Regions from separate parts of the Mus musculus genome. Here region 1 is linked to region 2. Evidence: chromatin contacts called from public HiChIP or PLAC-seq data. All regions are on one chromosome and are shown on one strand. Each heading gives the region's core, a stretch centred on a gene start, on an enhancer-like site or on the middle of the called end of the contact. The rest is flanking DNA. Distances are from core to core; before and after follow the strand shown.

Region 1 (3,585 bases), core at 650-3,149, 650 kb before region 2:
CTTAATGGTGTTTGGGTCATGGTCCTATTTCTCCAGTCCAGGTTGCCTTCGAAGACTCAGTCACTTGGGCCACTATGTCTTGCCCACCGGTAAAGCTCAGCTTCTTTATACATGTCTAACATCTCACTTTGAAGGATTCTTGTTGGTGGCTGTGTAGCCTCGGGAGCAAATACAATTTCTCTGGAGGCCAGCTGCCTTCCCAGAACCCTCTCTTCCTGCTCTCGTGGGTGCCCTTCTTGGAATGTGTACCAAGTTCCTGTTTCTGGATTGCTGAACTGGGATACTGACTTACCCTGCCCATAGCAACTTTCCCGGCCCCAGCTTACCAGCTGAGTCACTGCCTAGCCTTCCTTCTTGAATCATGACCTCCAGCATTTTCTTCCAAGAGCCTCATGGCATCAGCGTTCTCAGAGGTGACACACAGAGGAATGGCCCCAAGCATCAGCCTCCATAGAAGCAGGAAGAGCATTCTTTCCTGGTCATTTCAAATGCCGGCTGGGCGGACCTCTGTACGCTTAGATGGCAGGTGCGCATGCGCCAAGGGAAGAGGCGGACCACAAGCAGTGGGCATGGCTGCAAAACAGCCAGAGCTCGTGGGACTGTGGTGACTGAGAGAAAAGATCATATCAGCAAAGAGCCACGTTGCTGTTCCCCAGTGGGTGCCTATATGAATGCATGCTTATCTGGGAGAAGCCTATTGGTCTATTATTATTATTATTATTATTATTATTATTATATTTTGTCATCATGACTGCAAAGTCATCATGACTACGTAGTCCAGGTTGGTCTTCAACTTATGATTCTTTTGTTTTAGACTTAGGAGTGTTGAAACTACGTACCACCATGCCTACTGGGCCTTTTTTTCCAAAAGGAAAGTGTGTGTATGTGTCATCTACCTGTCTGTCCATCTGTCTATCCATCAACCTGTCATCTATTTTCTGCTTTGTTTTGAGAAAGGGTTTCTCTTTGTAGCCCTGGGTATCTTGGAACTCACTATTTAGAGTAGGCTGGCCTTGAACTCATAGAGCTCCTTCTGCCTCTGTCTCCCAAGTGCTTGGATTAAAGATTTGCATCATCACACCGTTCTCCCCCCCCCCCCCCAAAGCCATGGCTTTCCTAAGCATGCACTGGCCTAGAACTCACCCAGTGTAGCTGAGGTCAGCCTCATATACATCCGACTCTCATGTTTATGTTAAAAGACTGAAGCTGTTGAAGCTCCATTTGCACACGTAATCGTTTTCTCCACAAGCTTATGTATTTCACAGGAACTGGTTTTGCCTTCTCAGCTGTCTCATATACACTCTTCTAGAGAAAGCACAATATTAAAAACACTCCGGTGACTTTCCCCAGATAATTGTAGACACTTTGCAGTTAAGAAAGATTTTGTTACAATTAACCATGCTCTGTCCAGTTGTGGAAATTCCCTGTATCCCTGACTTCAGTTTCAGGTTGGCTGTATAGACGGAAGCATAGAATATTTGTGTTCTTCCCGGCGTATTGTTTCCCATATTAGTTAGAAATATTCTTCATGGAAATGTGCTGCTGTTGTTTCTATTTCCCATCTATACTTTTCCTTAGTGTAGAGTCATTGCCTTGGCTTCTGTGGTAAAGCCAACAACTTGATAGGGAAGGAAGTACACGTGGTTAGATGGTCTATGGTGAAGGAGGCAGACCTTTGATTACAGCACCATATATATATATATATTCTCGTGTAACTAGATCCTTCACTTCCAAGGTTAAACGCTTTTGACATGCTTAGCTACTGAGTGTCAAAGTCACAGGCTTTAAATCCCCATTCATTGTGTACGATGCAAATCCTGCAGGCTCCTGTTAGATATCCCACTCCCTTCTAACTCATCTCAGTGGTCAGCAGCTTTACCTCTTCCCCTTTACCCGTCACAGACTTTTAAGCAGGAGTCTGGTACTCTTTCCTTAGAGAGCCTCTGCTTCCTCATGTGGTCTCCAGTATTAGATTTCAGGCACAACCCGTGACATTTCCACATGGGCTGGACCAAAAATGGACTGAACCTTTTATTTTTTATCTTTTCTACACAGAAGTGATTTCTATAGGTCCTATGCTTTCTGTTCCCCTTTGGGGACTATTTTTCATAGCATCACCCGGGGAGTAAAGTGCTTCTAATTTCTATCAATGGCCACTGGAGGAACATAAGCATAGCCAGGAAGAAAAGCTTGCTAGCTGTTTATTCTCACGTCTGTCTGCCCTGTTCCTCCTTTTGGTCCTCTGGGATGGACGACAGCCTCACCTGTGTAGAGTGGGTTTAGCCAGATGGCTTGAGGCCATGTAGGCAGTTGTTGGGTTGCAGGTCAGGTCAGAAGAAGCTGGCAGACTTGTGTGTGTGGTGGTGCACACCTTTAATCCCAGCACTTGGGAGGCAGAGTTAAGAGGATCTCCTCCGTGGGTTGGGGGTCAGCCTGGTCTACATAATGAGTTCTAGGATAACCAGGGTTACACAGTACACAGGGTTACATAGTGACAGAGAGAGAGAGAGAGAGAGAGAGAGAGAGAGAGAGTGTGTGTGTGTGTGTGTGTGTGTGTGTGTCTCGGGCCTGGGTCATACATTTTGTTTAGACTTTTGGTAAGTCTCCAAGGGTCCTTAACAAAGGGTGGAGAGGTTTTGATGGTAACTTTGTATCACTCTTTGCCCTCCTCTATCCTTTCTCAGTCTTCCTGTGGCAAACTAAAAGCTTCTCACTCATTCCCCTATTCCTCTCCCGGGCAAGTAAGCCCTGCTCAGTAGTGCATGCAGGCCGACACAGGCCGCCAGGGGCAGCCGTTTGCCATAAGGCGCTAGGGTGGAGGGAATTCTTGCTTAGATCTTTCTTCCCCAGACATCTGTCCTGCTATCTTGTTCCCATGTTTAAAGCCTCGACTGTGTTTCTCAGTCAACTATTAACTGGAATTATGTCCTCATGCTTCAGCCTTTCCATCTATTAAACAAAGCATAACGACACGTAATTAATAACCCACTTCAGAAAGGTACACAGCCGAATGCTTGTAAAGAAAACTTTGAGCTGTTCTGAGAGTGTTTTATACACATTCACGAGCGATGAGGTGGCTTCTTCTCTGTTTGGCAAAGAACACCTATATTGTGCCCATTTTATAGACAGGAAAAGTGAGCCTTGCTGAGGATCAGAGGGTAAATTTAACATAATGTCTACGGGATTTTTCTCAGACTTGTTAGGACAAATAAACTATAAAATTCTCCCTCCCCACTCCAGTGTGTACATGTGTGCTTGCGTAGCTCATGTATGCTTTAATCAAATGCACCATTTGGGGGATTCTGCTACTACTTTTTAGCTTCATTACTTCTCCTTCATTAAAAAAAAAGTTCATGCTTGAAAAGTATATTATTTTTTTCTCTTTTAAAAAAAGGCTTATTATTTTTATGTTCATGTGCCTATGTGAGTTTATGCACACCATGTGCACGTAGGTGCCCACAGAGACTGGACTGCATCACATCTCCAGAACTGGACTTAGAGACAGTTCTGACCCACCTGCTATGGATCCTGGGAGCTGAACCCAGGTCCTCTGACAGAGCAGGGAATGCTCTGAGCCACTGGAGC
Region 2 (3,524 bases), core at 333-2,832:
AGATCTATATGGTCGATTGCATCTTGATCCTTAAGCTGTCCTAAAGTCATGCCACCTTTGCCCGAGAAGGCAGTTCCATTCAGCTTTAGACGACCGATGGTGTAAATAGGGCCAGGTTAGGCAATTACCTGGAGACACTTTTTGTTATGGAAGCCACCAGCAAGGGAAGCTGTTAAATATCCCACAGTACACAAAATGATCCCTCACACAAAAGAGAAATAAATACTCCGCTTCCAAATCAAGAATCTGCTTCGAAACCCAGGATCAAAGCAAGCTATCCTTCTGTTAAAAAGAGGGAGGGGCAGCAAGATGCACAGAACGGACTTCTTTTTAAAACCTCAGTTTCAAATGATGAACCGTTCCAATTCATACTCCCTCACTCAGCCCCAGCAAGATTTCTTAGTAGCCTCAGTTTCTCCATAAAAGATACATGACAATAGTCACACCTACCCTGTCGGGTTGTTATTAGACATTCATAAGAATGTATGTAAGTTATTCGTGTACAATAGACCAATAAACAGTAGGAATACTTCTTACTTGCTAAAGACTAGCGTGTGTGCCATTCAAGGAAAGCAATTGAAAGGCAGCAGGGCTTGAGGCTGGAGAGATGACTCAGTGGTTAAGAGCACCGACTGCTTTTGCAGAGGACTGGGTTTGATTTCCAGTGCTGTCACTCAAAACCCTTGTAACTCCAGTTCCAGGGCTCCAACACCCTTCTCTATCCTCCACAGGAGCCTGCGAGCACATGACGTACATAAACTCATGCAGACAGGCACACACACACACACACACACACAACACAAATAAAAATAAATCTTATTTTTCAAGATGGCAAGGCTCAGAAACTCAAAAACTCCATACGTAAAGGTGAAAATAACATTAAATATCCAACAAAAGATTTCATTTTAAAGTCAAGAAGAATGAGATTCAGAGACTGACTTGACTCGATGTTACAAAAGCAAGTGAGTAGCTGCTCACATCCGGTTACTCCGTCAGCTCCCATGTACCTAGGTGAACTTTTAATAATCTCCGGTATGTCTTTAATTATGAATCTGACAGCAAAGTATTTAAGTCAATCTTAATGCGACTTACTGTGACTGCGAAAATTTCATGTGACTATTACACTACAAAACCAGGTTTATTTAGATGTGAGCCTATTTCCAGTCTGGGCTCATTGGTGGGACTGCAGTGTTTCAGTATCACCCTGAAATATTCTGTTGTCATTACAGGAGTCTCGTTTCAAACTGTCCTCTTCTAAAAGTCTACATCATGAATTATTCACTGGGGCTTTATATATTTTGAAATGTATTTTGGAAACGAGCCTGAAAAAAAAAAACCACACAAAAGTAGATACACTATATAAAATGTATTACAAAATATGTTGAGAATCTTAATGCTGGTTAACTTTGAGGTATTATAATTGAGTTTTATTTTTAAGTCCATCTTTCTCATGAAGATTTATTTTTAAGTAAATCTTCCTCCATTTTCATCTTTAAAGAATAAAATTGACTCTAACCATAAACAGATTACATCCTGTAATTTTGAAACCTACTTATGATGGTGCACTAAATAAGCAGAAGTTAAGAATGCTTCTACATTTAAATTGGAGGGCATACATGCAATACTTTAAGTTTTGAGGACTTGGGGTTCCTATTGTTGTTTTTGAGGGTTTGGGGGTTTTTTGAGACAGGATTTCTCTGTGTAGCCCTGGCTGTCCTGAAACTCAGAGATCTGTCTGCCTCTACCCGCTGAGTGCTGGAATTAAAGGCATATTTCACCTCTGCTGGGCTAAGTTTTTGTTTGCTTTTTCCTTTTTAAGAAAAATCTCAAAAAGTATATGATAAGTAGCCGCCTCTGTGGTAAAAGCTGACCTTCACACCTGGATCCCTCGGTAGTGTCCGTGTTAATCTTTAGCACCATGTCAGATTAATATTGAAGAAGGGTACATGCTAAGTTCTACCCAACAGGAATTTCCTATCAGCAAACACAACACCATTAAGCTTACTTCTGTGTGTAACAGGAATCTGCTGTCAGGAAACAAAAGGTATAAGCCTAGGCCACACAATCTTTAAGTATTAGACACTGGACTTTGGTTGCTTTACAAACTCGGCAGGGGTTGGGGGAGGGATGGTATGTGTGTGTGTATCTGTGCGTGTGTGTAGATGAGTTGTGTTTTCAATCAGCTGGATGGAAACACAAAGGTATTATTAGTACTGTAACCTGCAGGACTTGGCACCTTGGCCTGACTAGGGGCAGGAAGGGAATGAAGGAAGCATAAACACACGCATAGAAAAGCTTGGGGCCAAGCGTCCATGTGGTAGCAATGACACAGCCACCTGGAACCTCTGCAGGTTTATTATATATAGCCCAGTGGGAAGAGTTAGCTAGTCTCAGTAGTTCTCTGTAGGCCAGCAGCCTCAGGCTGTTAACATCCGAAAGGGAGAAGAAGCTACAGTTGCTAGTTTTTGCACACTCTGAGTTTTTAAACACTCACATACTTACACACACTATCAACATTCCCACTCTGGACCCGGGGAAGGCTTTGCCAATCTCAAGCCTGACCAGTATGGGAAATGCTTTGCCATCCCCATGAATCTGAGGCGTTGGTTCTTGACATGCTCATACCGACATGCTCATGCCCCATGTGGATAGTCTACATTCAGTCAAGGATCCCCCGCTCCCTACACAGTAGGAGTGACACTGTAAAAGGGGTGGAATTTTCTTAGAGTCCTTTGAGAGGTCAGGCCTGCCTGTCAAAGCCCAGGGAATAAACTGGCCTGCTCACCTGAGTATCTTCCCTAAGCTTGGTTCCCAGAATCACCCCCAAACAGAATCTCACATGGAGCTTAGCAAACACAGGCTCAGTCTTTCTCTCTGCCAGGCCCAGGCTGTCCTGTTCCCAACTCAGGAGGTGTACAATAAGGGCTAAGAAATGGTATTGCTAACAAGTTCGACCTATTCCATTGCCCAGGCTGAGGGACCACCATAATGTGGTAATTCAAGCCTACTGTAAAAAGCTTTACTCTTAAGTTATGACTTCCTTACAGAATATTATCCAATGTTCTTTTTATGCAGCTAATAGTTTTCACCTCTGTGTATATTATTCTTAAAATAACTAGTCACAATATTTTCCTAATATGCCAGAAATAGTATTTTTGTATGAGTAAACAAGACAATATTTAGAGCAAAGGAAAATAATTTGAGAAATGATGAGAGAAAAAAAGTAAATAAAGAAGATGAGTTTCTTCTGTAGCTGAAAAGGAATTCTTAAGGCTCTAAAAGATTATATGCACTTAAAACATAAGATATCATAACAATGTATAACACCAAATGTCTTCGTAAAGGTCTTTCACAGATTATTACATACACACACACACACACACACACACACACACAATGTTATGTAATGTGCGTATACATATATGTATGCATATTATATATTTATTAAACATGAAGCAAATAAGCACATCAACTCAAATTCCTAACCCTGTCCTTTGAGGCAAGCAGCATTCCTGGGCATGCAC

Evidence for each region. HiChIP or PLAC-seq counts read pairs in DNA pulled down with a chosen protein or histone mark.
Region 1: a contact with region 2 is called in an H3K4me3 HiChIP or PLAC-seq map of bone marrow-derived macrophages, with 6 times the contacts expected there. The contact joins two enhancer-like sites. A contact is called at or near these places in 1 of 39 promoter capture datasets (the C10 cell line) and 5 of 115 datasets of contacts at active chromatin or transcription factors (bone marrow-derived macrophages, embryonic stem cells and large pre-B cells).

Annotation. Positions count from the first base shown.
Region 1 is chr5:72,860,300-72,863,884 of GRCm38.p6, reverse strand. The region is part of intron 1 of Tec (tec protein tyrosine kinase); the gene reads left to right. Among named protein-coding and RNA genes, the nearest start is that of Tec, 6.4 kb to the left of the region's middle. Within about 2 kb of position 1,899, at least 35 of the 459 cell types and tissues checked have an H3K27ac peak or open chromatin away from gene starts, as enhancers often do. A contact at or near this core is called in bone marrow-derived macrophages, where this site is marked.
Region 2 is chr5:72,206,784-72,210,307 of GRCm38.p6, reverse strand. It overlaps the pseudogene Atp10d. Among named protein-coding and RNA genes, the nearest start is that of Commd8, 40 kb to the right of the region's middle. Within about 2 kb of position 1,582, at least 11 of the 459 cell types and tissues checked have an H3K27ac peak or open chromatin away from gene starts, as enhancers often do. A contact at or near this core is called in bone marrow-derived macrophages, where this site is marked.